Regions from separate parts of the Mus musculus genome. Here regions 1 and 3 are each linked to region 2. Evidence: chromatin contacts called from public Hi-C and targeted proximity ligation data. All regions are on one chromosome and are shown on one strand. The core of a region is the stretch at or near the end of the contact, and the rest is flanking DNA. Distances in the headings are between cores, read along the strand shown. Region 1 overlaps Gm32026 (a long non-coding RNA gene). Region 2 overlaps Gnaq (guanine nucleotide binding protein, alpha q polypeptide). Region 3 has its middle 15 kb from the start of Gm32026.

What was found. Hi-C and Micro-C count contacts between places; a contact is called where the count stands out from the background.
Region 1: a contact with region 2 is called in a Hi-C map of bone marrow-derived macrophages, with 29 read pairs. A contact is called at or near these places in 56 of 484 Hi-C or Micro-C datasets (the AML12 cell line, B cells, the C10 cell line and 39 more) and 13 of 130 datasets of targeted methods (the HPC-7 cell line, the NIH/3T3 cell line, astrocytes and 9 more).
Region 3: a targeted proximity ligation map of bone marrow-derived macrophages shows a contact between it and region 2, with 2.8 times the contacts expected there. A contact is called at or near these places in 8 of 484 Hi-C or Micro-C datasets (B cells, LSK cells, Sertoli cells and 4 more), 2 of 130 datasets of targeted methods (astrocytes and bone marrow-derived macrophages) and 1 of 9 other capture datasets (macrophages).

Annotation. Positions count from the first base shown.
Region 1 is chr19:16,065,628-16,069,554 of GRCm38.p6, forward strand. The region is part of intron 1 of Gm32026 (a long non-coding RNA gene); the gene reads left to right. Among named protein-coding and RNA genes, the nearest start is that of Gm32026, 3.5 kb to the left of the region's middle.
Region 2 is chr19:16,250,153-16,254,392 of GRCm38.p6, forward strand. The region is part of intron 2 of Gnaq (guanine nucleotide binding protein, alpha q polypeptide); the gene reads left to right. Among named protein-coding and RNA genes, the nearest start is that of Mir496b, 63 kb to the right of the region's middle.
Region 3 is chr19:16,047,255-16,051,767 of GRCm38.p6, forward strand. No RefSeq gene overlaps it. Among named protein-coding and RNA genes, the nearest start is that of Gm32026, 15 kb to the right of the region's middle.

The DNA.
Region 1 (3,927 bases), core at 639-3,138, 190 kb before region 2:
GGTGGTCCTGGGTTCTATAAGAAAGCAGGCTGAGCAAACCATGGGGAGCAAGCCAGTAGGTGGCACCCCTCCATGACCTCTGCATCAGCTTCTGCTTCCAGATTCCCACCCTGTTTGAGTTCCTGTCCTGATTTCCTTTAATGATGGGCTACAATGTGGAAGTTTAAGTCAAATAAACCCTTTCTTCCCCACCTTGCTATTTTAATCACAGCAATCGGAATTCTAAGTCACTGTTTGTTTTAAGTTTCTGAAGGGTCTTCCTCCCCTATTTCAGGGTTGGGGAGTTTGGAGAAAGACATGTCCTAATTTGGCCTTGAAGTTGCTGAAACACCACATCAGTGGAGGCCCTATTGGCAGAAGAAAAAAGCCCACAAGTCTTTGTTTTCAGCTTCTAGACTTTTGTCTCGGGTCATGAGGGAAAGAAAGAAGCCAGCCATCTTGGAAGTTCACCATCTTTAATATCTATCCATGGCCCATCTGCCTACCTATTTTCCTGCCTATTATAGAGTCAGTCTAACTCCTAGACTCTCAACCAGCATAGATTCTGACTACATAAATCATAGGGGAACTGGGGGGTGGGGCTTGGGGTTTTTTCCCACCTGGAGGAATTCTAATGCATATGCTGCCGAATTATGCTAGTATGAGAGAGAGAAAAAATTAGAAGGACAACTAGCCTATAACAAATACTCTATTCCTATTATCTTCTTGGGACTTCAGAATAATTTGTACTTTTCTTTCCCACAAGGGAGGTAAGTCAGTCCTTGAGCTTACTAGGAACTGGGAGGTCTCACTAGGACACACAGGTGAAACAGGTAGCTTGAGCTATTTTTCATCTGTCTACATCAGAGAACAGAGTGGTGGCTGCCAGTCCCCATCGGGCCTCCAAACCTGTTGTATTTAGCTTGAACAGAGTTGGCCTGCCCAGTGTCTTAGCAATATTTGAGTTTTGTTCAACATTTAAAACTCAGATTTCACACTCAGAACTTGGTTTCCTTTGGTTTGTGGAATGATAAGGGATGAAACATATGACCCCCTCATCCTATATCACAAAACAACTTCTTTAGATGGCCTTGACTGTAATTTGTCAAGGCTCCCGTCTGTCTTTATTGTTATCAAATCAAAACCAAGTTTTACTTGCCCTTTTATCATAATCTTATATTTGTGGTTTCCTTAAAGGCAAAGAAAGTGAAATATTTATTTGGAAAGTAAGGTCATAATAAGAGGGTCTAATGTTTCAGTGTTTTTGTTTTTCTTTTCCCATAGCAGAGCTCTTCTGTCCTTGGCATTACCTGTCAGGGCTTCTCCAGTTGACTGTTTCTGATCTATTTCTTAATCCAGAGTGAGGGAAGGTTGTTTCCCAGAGCCAAAATAACATGCGGTAGAAGATGCAGATCCAATAAGACAAGTGTGTTGGTAGAGGATTTTTTTTTTTCTGGAAGGGTCTTCTGAGTGGGGTTAACCTGCTTGAAGAGCTGCCCTGTGGAGAGCGTAGTCCACCCCCCTTAGTGCAGCCCTCAGAAGCCTGATGAATCACGGGCATGTAGATGGGGCTTAGCTTTCTGCCTTCTTTCTTATTTTCTTCCCCTTCCCTTCTTCTTCCTCCTGTTTCCATAGGCTCACACAGGAACCTCAATAAGCAATAACATTTGCATTCCTAGTAGACGCCATTCCTAGAACAGGTCATGGATCCAAGGCGCTGTAGATACTTGGTTGTATCTGACATCAGTACCCAGATATCTCCAACTCCCTATTTCTTAGTCAACATTAAGGAAGGAAAAGCAGGTTGAAAATGCAAAACAATGACATTTGCTGTTGGACTGAGCGGCCAGCATAATGTTTAGTGAATTCAAAACCAAAATAGTTACACAGGAAGAGGAACAGGTCGGGTGCCCTAGCCCCCACCAGTTCCCCGTTGGCTGCCTGGACTCGCTTGAAGATCAACATTCTCTGCTGAAGGTTTGTCTAAAGCTGCTGTGCCCTTGTGAATCTTGTCTGGCAGCATCTGAGAGCTCTTGTGGCTCCTCATCTTCCACAGCCTTGAGTGCCATCGAGTTCTTTGTTACTTTTAAGCTACTCTGACAGATACAGTGTGCTCTCTTTACATTCTAATGCGTTCCTGGTAATTAAGGACCTTGAACATCTTTCATTTGTTTATTGGCTATCTGTGTATCTCTTTGCTCAGTTTAAAAGATTAGGTTGTTCAGAACAGAGAAAAATAAATAAATTAGGGTGTAATTTTCTGACTCACTGGTGATAGTTGTTCATACATCTGGTTGCAAATTCATTGTAGAATTAATAATTTACCAATGCATTATCCCAGTTCATAGCTTGGCTCTTCTTGCTTGTAATAGTGTGTTCACAGGGAGAATGTTGATGCTGTCCAACATATCAATTTTTGATCTTTAAGTGACTTCTTTTGTTTTGTATGTAAATTTGCCTAGTTTGTGACCACAAGCTAGAATCAACATTTAAATGTTTATTTATGATTCATTTGGGTTATCTTTGCATATGGGATGATAACTGACTCAAGATTGACTTATTTATAATAGGGTGTTTCTTCTGGTGACTCCTAGCAGGTTTGGTTGGTTTGGGGTAAAGGTTTCTAATGTAGCCCAGTCTGGCCTGATATTTGTTGTTTGGAGACTGGTCTTGAACTTGTGATAATGAGTCACTGCCTCTGCTTCCTGATAGCAGGAACTCACCACTATCCCTGGCCTCTGTTTAGGTTTTGCTACATTATCAGTTTCAGTACCAAGACTGGAACTATTCACATTCTCACAATCTAGTTTCCATGCATTTGAAAATAACTGTGTTCACACACACACACACACACACACACACACACAGAGTGTTGATTTTCACATGTACTGAATATGATAGCTAACCAACCATCTTGGTATATTGTAGATCTAGTTTTCATCTTTTAAAACCCATATTCTCTTTGTATTATATGAATTCACCATCTTTATTCATTTATTGTTTATTGGTGGACATTATGATAGAACCCATTTCATGAATACAAGAATTATTACAATAACTGCCATTGTACATAGTCCCTGTGTCTTGTAAGATAAGTCTAGGATAAAAACAGAAGTTCAATTCCTAGGTACTAGGATGGGCCACCTTACTAAAAGGACTGAATCAACTGAGAATCTAATAATACAGAGTGTTTTACACGCTACTTCTTCACCAGAACACAAAACTCTGAAATTACTATCAATGTAATAGGAATGAAGTAATCATATCTCTTCAAAACCTTGGACTACTTGATTGCTCATGGGGTCAGACATTGGTTATTTCTAAATTGACCCTTCCTATATGTCTCCTCTCCACTAAGTTGTTTATTTTGATGAAGTAATCTGTCATATTTTATGTATAGAACTTTGTCTATACTTCTGTCTTAGGCTTTTATTGCTATGCAGAGATATCATGACCAAAGCAACTCTTATAAAAAAAAATGTAATTGGGGCTGGCTTACAGTTTCAGAGATTCAGTCCATTGTCATCATGGCAGAGAGCATGGCAGCCTGCAGGCAGACATGGTGCTGGAGGAGCCAAGAGTTCTACATCTTGATCTGAAGGCAGCCAGGAGACAGGATTCCACACACTGGACAGAGAATAAGCATAGGGGTCTTCAAAGCCCACCTACAAGGTGAAAAACTTCCTCTAACACAGCCACACCTGCTCCAATAAGGCCACACCTCCTAATAGTGCCATTCCCTATGGTCAAGCATTGAAACACATGAATCTATGAGGGCTGAAACCTATTTAAACCATCACATTCTGCCCCTGCCCCCCCCCATATGCTTGTAGCCATAACATAATGCAAAATGCATTTAGTCCAACTTCAAAAGTCCCCATTATTTATCACAGTCTTAACAATGATTAAAAGTTCAAAGTCTCTTCTGAGATTCATGCAATCTCTTTA
Region 2 (4,240 bases), core at 1,454-3,953:
CTATCTATCTATACACAGAATATGTATATAAGTACATGTAAGGTATATTTATATATGCTTATAGAAGTATATTATGATATTATATATTATATATTTATAGAAATTGTGCTAAAATATAATAAAATATCTATATTTATGTAATAGGATTATAAAGATATATTCATAATGACTTGTGACTATATTGTAATCATTTTTTTATATTAATGTTATTAAGAATATACAAAATAAGAATAAGAATGTTTTTCTTCATCTGGTAGGATTTTATGATTATTATTCTCTGAACCCTAGGTTTGGCTTCTAGAAGCAGACTAGCCATATACTTCATCAAAATGTTTCCCCCCTCCCTTAGTTGGTGTTCCTTATTAATGTCTATGGGCAATATAGAGATGAAGAACTTTTCTATTGCCTTTGTGAATAAATTAGGCAGTTAAACAGTGATGGCTTGTATGAATCCCAGTAGTCTGGAGCTGAGCCCTAAAAACTTGGGACGTTGTAGAGTGAGTGACAAGGTCAGTTTGTCTGTGGTCTTCTCAGCTTTCTGTCACATTGCTGGTCTGCTGAGTCCTATACTAGTCAGGTAAGCAGAGGTTTGGGGAGTTCTCCCCAAATGTGTGAAGCTCCACTCAGCTTTCCTAGCGCCTGCCTCTCTTTATGTCCTGAAAATTACCTGCTTCCCCAAGCTTTGTCTATCGGGGGAGCCGGGCTTTAAGCTTTTGTGTAGCATATGTGTGTGTATGTGTTTTGTGTAGCACATGTGTGTGTATGTGTTGATTGTTAAGCTACAGACAGAATACAGACAGAATTCGGGCTGTAATTATCCGATGGCAGGAATGTGAATGTTTCACTAGTCAGTTTGGGGTTGGTTTGTTTTCTTTTTTGTTCACAGACTCTTTGTTTTCAGCCAGTGGAATCCATTTTTGAAAAGAATGTAAGAGCCTCTGGGACATTTTTCTGAGCTGCAGTGATTCATGCTTCCACTTTCTGAAGGGAATGGCTAGAATGTAGATCAGCTAGTTAAATGCGTTTTGCCTTTTTCTGAAAAGCATAGTCACTGCCAAAAAATTCCAACTTTTAGTAAAGTTATGTAAAAAGTATCTTTTGAATCTTCTCCAGCTTTATTTTACAAATAAGAAACTGCTGTTGCCATTCATTTTAAATCTTGAAAATATTATTTAGATCACTTTGATAAACTACCAAACTCTACCAAAAATAGACTTTAGAGGATATGAATGTCAGAGTTTATTGAATTAATTTATTTCCACCATCAGACTCATTGGCTGTCTGTACTCACCCTGAAGGATATGCACCCAGACAGCACAATAAAACAAAATACTCTCAGTAGGAGGACCAGGTGGACGACAGGCATTTTATTTATGAAAACAACACGTTAGGTACACCAAGACACAGCTATCAAAGCTTCCAGTTTACGATACAGCTTTCTAATGACCCACTTGTGATCCTATACCTAAGCATATTGTTGGAGGAGAGAGCTTCCCATTCCCTCCAAGGACAGGAAAAGTCAGATGGCCAGCAGCTTTATTTAGGGCTTTTCAGATGCTAAGTAGTAAGACAGCTATTTTATGCATAAAAAGCCCTATTATGAAATAGTACTATATCCATTTTATAAATAAAGAAGATAAGCCTCACATACCAATAAGCTTGTTCAAGAAGCTGTACTGATAAATGGTGGCAAGAGAGTCTAATCAAAATCTTCCTGTTTTAAAGCTTTCATTCTCTGCGGCTGAGAGCTCCCAGAATTTGAAAGCTTAGCTGACGAAAATAAAGGAGTGGGGCACGAGAGTGAGCAGTAGAGTACCTTTCCTGCAGCTGTTGTGAGTGGGGCAGTACCTCTCCTGCAGCTGTTGTGAGCAGTAGAGTACCTTTCCTGCAGCTGTTGTGAGTGGGGCAGTACCTCTCCTGCAGCTGTTGTTAGTGGTTCTGGCTTGCAGCTGTACGTCTAGACCAGACGTTACTTGCAAGGTGTCAAGGATGGACAGAAGCTTTTCCTTCTTAGAGCCTGAAAATCATTTTCTGCTGTGTTTCTGGATCAGATAAGGAGCAGGCTCCTTCGCACGTCTCCTGCCGGTTCTGCTTTGATAGCATGTGGGTAAGTTGGATGGGTCCAGTGCTTGAAACTGCACTGAAGCAGTGGTTTTCTATTATCCTTTTAGGGCTAGCCAGCTGAGCATCCCGTAGGAGCTTGTTATAAATTTTGTATATCCACCAGACTATTGAATAGATCACTGGGAAATGAATGTGCTCTGGAGTCCACATGCCCTTCAGGAAGTGATCTGACTGATATAGGCTCAGTTGGAGAGCGCCTGTCCTAGGGAATAGGGACTCTTCTTGTCTTGTGGCTAGGTGCAGGTAAAGATCTTGGTAACTAAAAGCTAAATCTTAAAACTTGAGGCTTTGAAATCTTTGCTATCATCACTAGTGCCTGTAGCAGCTTGTTTTTTATAAATGAACACCCTGAGTGTCCACCTGCCTCTCCTGGATATGCTTTGCTTTAGTGTAATGTCAGAGTACAGATCCTTCAGAGGATTCAAGTGGAAGACAGAAAAGCTCATTGAATTCCTTGAATTTAGAAAACTTTCTTCCTGGAAAGAGCCGATGTGATTCTTTTTCTGTAAGCAGCATAGGGAGCAGATATCAACTGAGACCTTAAAGAAACAGGAACCAAAGATGGAACATAAGCTGCAGCCGTGTTACGAGGCAGTGGGCATGTCTGGCCATTTTGCCCAACTTCTCTATTCTGCTGTATTTCAGAGGAAGAGAAATGACGAGTGGTTAGGAGGCTTGGGGGTCAGGGGTGAGGTGGCTTTGCTTCAAGTAGGGAACAAGAATGAGAGAAAATAATGATTGGTGTTGCCATTGTTTTGAGTAAGTCTAAGAATATGAGTTCTTTCTTCCTAAATGCAAAGAACAAAGAGGAGTTCCCCACACCTTCTCCCTAACCTGAGGCTGCAATTCTAGCTTAGAGCTGCAGCCATTAGTGCAGGGTACTCTACATAATCACATCGTTTCCCAAGGAGAATGCACTGTTGTTGAATTCTGATTTCTCTGCCTCTCACCCTAAGTAGCCGTGATTTCTGTCAGAATACCTTGTTTGCTAGGAATGTGCCATGTCATGACCTCAGAGGCACTGGAAGTTAAGAAATAGGTCAGAAATTCCTAGCAGAGGTTCTCATTCAGGAAGATTGCTTTTGCCCTGTTGTTTGTGCTCAAATTTAGTTCTTAAAGAACGATGACTATGAAGACCCCTCTACACTAAAGCCAGACATGCCCACTGCCTCATAACACTGCTGCAGTTTATTCTCCATCTTTGGTTCTTGTTTTTTGGAGGGTAGGTCTCAGTTGAGTGAGTAGCTGGCACACCACAGAGCAGTCCACAGGCAGCTAGCTCTAAGGCGGATTGGATGTGAAAAGGTTTCACACCCCACAGGACTTGCCAGAAACAAGTGCTAGAGGAGTCACCTACAAGTTAGCAGAGGGAATGTTTTTATTCTCCAATTACAGCCTAGAGCGTGCTTCTGCAGCTATAGGGATGGCATCTGATGATGCTCTTTGGTTCCCTGGCTCCACTGGCAGCCCACCTAGAACAGCCACCCATTCACATGTAGCGCTGTAGACACTCCGTGCCTGCTGAGAGCCTGTTGTTAGGTGGGAGACCTATGCAGTTTTCCTGTCAACACCAACATGTTGAGGAGAATCTTAGAACTGCCAGCTTCAGAGAACTTCGTAATTTTAGAAGATCATCACTCAGGTGATATAATGTTCAGATTCTACTTTGAACCTATGCTCTTTGAACCTTATTGTTTGGAACCATGGCATCTTTCTTTATTTTGCTAATCACTCCTATAGCTGTTTTGATGTAATTATTTGGGACAGGGGCAGATGGAAATAAAACTGGGCAGGTTGGGGTAAGAGTCAATGGAGGAAGCAAAGTTAGTGTTTTAGTAAGCTCTTCTTTTCTTGGTCCATAAGTTATCCACTGACTCAGTGTAGAAACAGAAATATTAAACCCCAAATCACAACCAGGAATAGTGTGATAGTAGTTCTAGCTACTCAGAAGGCTCAAGCAGGAGAATTACTTAGAGTTCAGGAAGTTTGAGGTTAGCCAGGACACAATACCCCGAGATCCACCTCTTGAAAAAAGTATGTGCGTATGAATCTGAGAGGCAGTTATTCTTCTGCTGCCTACCTAGTAAGACACTCTGCCCAGTCCTTTGTTTCTCTG
Region 3 (4,513 bases), core at 1,972-4,471, 200 kb before region 2:
AGGTTCCCTTGGGCCTTCACCCTCTACTGTCGGGAGCTGTGGCCTGGCCTCTGGGTCCTGGGGACACTTACTGGACACAGAATAACCATAAAAGTACTTCCGTGGTTGCTTGAACCACTGTAAATAAGGATTCTTTTATTTGTGGTTTCATAATCAAAATATGCCTAAGATAAATACAACAAGCAATAGAACAGGTGTCTGAAGAATGAAAGTTATCCTGGGCTGTTTGGAAAAGCACTTGCCAGGCTGGCACTAGGCTCTGGGTCCCAGTAGACATCATCACAGAAGCCCACGCCAAGCCACACAAAGAACCAGAGCCTATTTGTTCAGAGTACTTGGTTTCTCGTAGTGGTGATCAGAATCTAGCTCATCTTCTTTGAGTCACCACATAGTATTCCCGGTAAATGTGGGCATCATTCATTCAACCGTTCCTTAACCCAGGCAACTTCCTTCCCTTTCCCAGTTTTCTTCATTAGAAATGAAGCTTCAGGGCTGGAGAGATGGCTCAACAGTTAAGAGTCCCGACTGCTCTTCCAGAGGTCCTGAGTTCGATTCCCAGCAACCACATGGTGCCTCACAACCATCTGTACTGGGATCTGATGCCCTCTACTGGTGTGTCTGAAGACAACAACTACAGTGTACTCATATACATAAAATAAATCTTTAACAAATGGATTTATATGGCCCTTTAACCAACAGGGAGAAAAAAACACCTCCAAGTTTCTCTCTACCTTCACAGCACAAGTGTTTGAAAAAAGAAAAGAAAAAAAGAAGTGAAGCTTCAATGAAGTCCCATGCTCACCAGCTCTGTGAATATGGTGTCAGGTGTCCAGAAATGGCATGAGGAACTCTCATGGTGACAGCTGGGGGTGTAGCTCAGTGCAAAAGTGTTTGCCTAGTGTGCATGGGGCCCTTGATATTAGTGTTCACCCCAGTATCACAAAAACACTCTTAATAGACATTACCATGAAAATTGTACTAATTCACACTCAGATACACTGTGTATGAATTGCTTCTTTTCATCTGATAGTACTGGTGTTAGGATACGGAACTTTGTTCAGCGAGGGAAGTTGAATCCAGAGCATAGTTCATATTAGGCAAATGTTCAACTACTGGATTATGCACACATATTTCACTGAAGCTTTTAAAAAAACCAAATCAGTTATAAACTGTGTCTTCTTTATTTTCTATTTGCTTTATGTTTCCATTGAAGCAACTTCTCATCTACCCTAAGACAATTTTATATTATGAGACAGGATATCAAACCACAGCCAGGCTGTCCTGGAACTAATACAGTTCTGGCTGATTTCATTCATGACAATCCTCCTGCCTCAGCCTCCTGAGAACTGAGATGACAGGGGATGACAGGAATGAGCCACCACCATATGCAAATGTATATGTACATTTTTTTATAAAGTCTCCCTTGTGGTTTTGGTTTGGTTTGGGTTGGTTTGGGTTTTTGAGATAGAGTTCCTCTGAGTAACTTTGGTTGTTCTGGAACTCACTCTGTAGACCAGGCTGGCCTCAAACTCAGAAATCCTCCTGTCTCCCAGGTGCAGGGATTAAAGATGTGCATCTCCTGGCTCCTCTCCTATGATGATTTAGGAGCTGTCCGTATATTTGCATAGCATATTTGGTTTTGTATATATTATGATTTTCATTTCCACCTTTTACTTTGGTGTCACTTGATCTGTTTATCACTTTCCTTTTGCTATAATGCAATGGCCACAGTGTGCTACTTATAAAGAAAAGAGTCTTATTTGTTTATTTTACATCCATTGATTTGTTCACATGTGCATCTGTGTGCACACACATGCCAGGTGTGAGGGAACAAGCTTCAGGAGTTGAAGTCATCAGGCTTGGAGGCCAGAACCTCAACTGTCTCATCAGACTGAAATCAGCTCATAGCTTTGGAGAGTCAGAGTCTAGTATACAAACCTCATTGGTCTGGCCTCTGATAAGGGGCCTACCGGTAGGTAACATTATGGTGGGGACATGGATGAGACAGAACTTCCCTTGCCAGAAAGGAAACCAGAGAGACTGGAGTTCCACAGTCCCTGGGATGGGTGGTGGGGCATAAATGACCCAAAGATTTCCCAGCTTCTCTGCATATTGGTAGCAAGGTCTTTTAAGTTTTTGAAGCAGGCACTGTTGGCCTTTTGTCAATGGCTCCTGGAATAAGTGACTTTCTTGGGCCACCTGTCATTAGCCCTCCAATTACAGTAAAAAAAATCAAGGGGCAATCTTTTGCTCCAGTTTCTTTCTGAGTTGTTTTTAAATTTGGTGCTTAGAATTTAACCCAACTGGATGTTGTTATGATACATATAACCTATAAATCTCACATTTTCTGGAACTACAGCCCTTTCCAAATCATTTTGGACTGTTTTTGGTTTCATTAAGATGTTGCTTTTCTAACCATCCTGTCATTTAAGCTCTAGTCTGAATTATCCTTTGATTTTTTTTTTTTTTTTTTTTTTTTTTTTTTTTTTTTTTTTTTGCCTTTCCGTATCTATACAATATGGGTTATTTAAGATTAACTTAGTCTACTTAGTCTGAAGTCAGGTCCTTTTCTTCATTGTGTGTGTGTTTTGCTTGTTCTAGTATGGACTCTGAAACCAGTTTTTCAAGTACTGTGATCTGTTACATTGTTAGAGTTGCTTACTTGGAGGTTAATTTAGAAAGTTGACGTCTTCAGAATTCTGTCTTTCGTTTTAGAGACAAGTACAGCTTTCTCTCTGCTCAAGGTCTTTGAAAAGAAATCTCATTCTTCTCTAGAAGAATGAGATTTCAGACCTCACACTGTTCTTGTTGGTTTATTCCAACCCCGGGGGACTTTAAAAAAAAAAAAAAAGAATCAGTGTTGCCATTGGGAATGGAAATCTGTTGATTTATTTTTCTACAGAGAAAATCGAAAGTAAGACTTGAATGACGACTTGAAAAGGGGGGTAGGGAGAGGAGGAAGATGGGTAGCAAAATAGTGGGAAAGGGGAGTAAGGACTCCCAGTGTGCTTTTCCAACCAGGCAGGCATTGATGGCTGACCTCCCGATTGAGCAAGGGATGCAGAAGTGGGGAGCAGGTTTGGGCTAAGCCTGGGAGTCATGCGCACTTCTACTCATCAGCGGTGTGATCTTGCTCCAGTTACCCAATTACAGTTCTTGCTTGTGAAACGTGGAAAATAACTGTGCGGGGGACCCTACTATCAACTAAAATGACCTAAGGTGCTGCCTGACAGGCTGTCTCCACAAAAGCGAGTTCCCACGCTGGGCGTCTCCTCTGTCCCCGATGCTGTGGAAATCCCAAAGTCTCCCAGGACAAAACGGAACTTTAATCTTAACGTATTATAAAAGGCATCTTCCAAGACTTCAGAATGTACAGGCAAACATACCAAAGGCTCTATTAAAACGCTGTAGGAAAGATACTTAGTAGGAGTTTACTAGGAATCTGGACAAGACTTGTAGTCTTGGGGAGAAAAATTACCCAGTATACAAGGAAGCATTGTTGAAATTGTTGGATTCTTATTTGGGACTAAATTCCCAGTGAGAAGCACCCTCTATTTCTACCTAACAAGGGCGCCTTGTTCAGGAGACAATGCTGGCCACATAGCCCTGGAAAGCATCGCATCCCCATGGCGATGGCAAGGACCCCCTCCCCCTCTCTCGCGCCCCTCCCCCCCAGCACTGCTGCAGCATCTAGAGTTGAGAAACTCCAGAGCTCAAACCCTCCTGGAACATCAGATATATGGGATGTGGGAACGAAAGAGAGAAAGAGAATCTAAGAACTGACTAAAGTGCCCCAAAGGAGCTCTCTCCTGGAGACATGCTCTTTTGTTCCTGTCTGTGGATCTCTTGCACATGAAGAACAACTTGCTAACCAGCCCCGGTTTAACATTCCCTCTCCCCTACACTGGGAGTGAGCCTCATTTTCATCTTCTAAAAAAATGGGATTAATAACTGGGACCTCAGAGAATTGCCACTAGAATTAAATGGCTCAGATAAAAACGTGCTCCGTCAAATTCTGTTTTTGTTTTTGTTGTTGTTGTTTTGTTCGTTTTGTTTTGGTCACACTTGGGACAGCACTTGGAATCGGAGAAGTCTTTGCTAGTTTAGGATTCTACTTTTCAAAGGGAAATTTGATTTTTGCAATAGCTGAATGGAACATCATATGACTCTCAGCGAATGAATGATATGTCTTATAAGGTGATTTTTATTTTTTTTAATTTTTTAATTTTAATTTTTATTTTAGGCAGGAATCTCTGGAGTTTTGCTTCTTAAGGCAAGGTGATCCCCGCACACCAGTGAATGGCCTAGAGCCTTGCTATATGGGCAGCAGAAGTTGAACTCAGGGAGTAATGACTTTTTTAAAAGTGAAGATCCAAAGTTGGGATAAGGAATTTGGGGAGGGGTGGATCTGGGAGGAGTTAAGGGAAAGAGTAGGACATTAAAATGATCAAACTTCATTGTATGCATCTATACAGTTCTCAAAGAACTAGTAAAATTATGGTAACCACCGAGC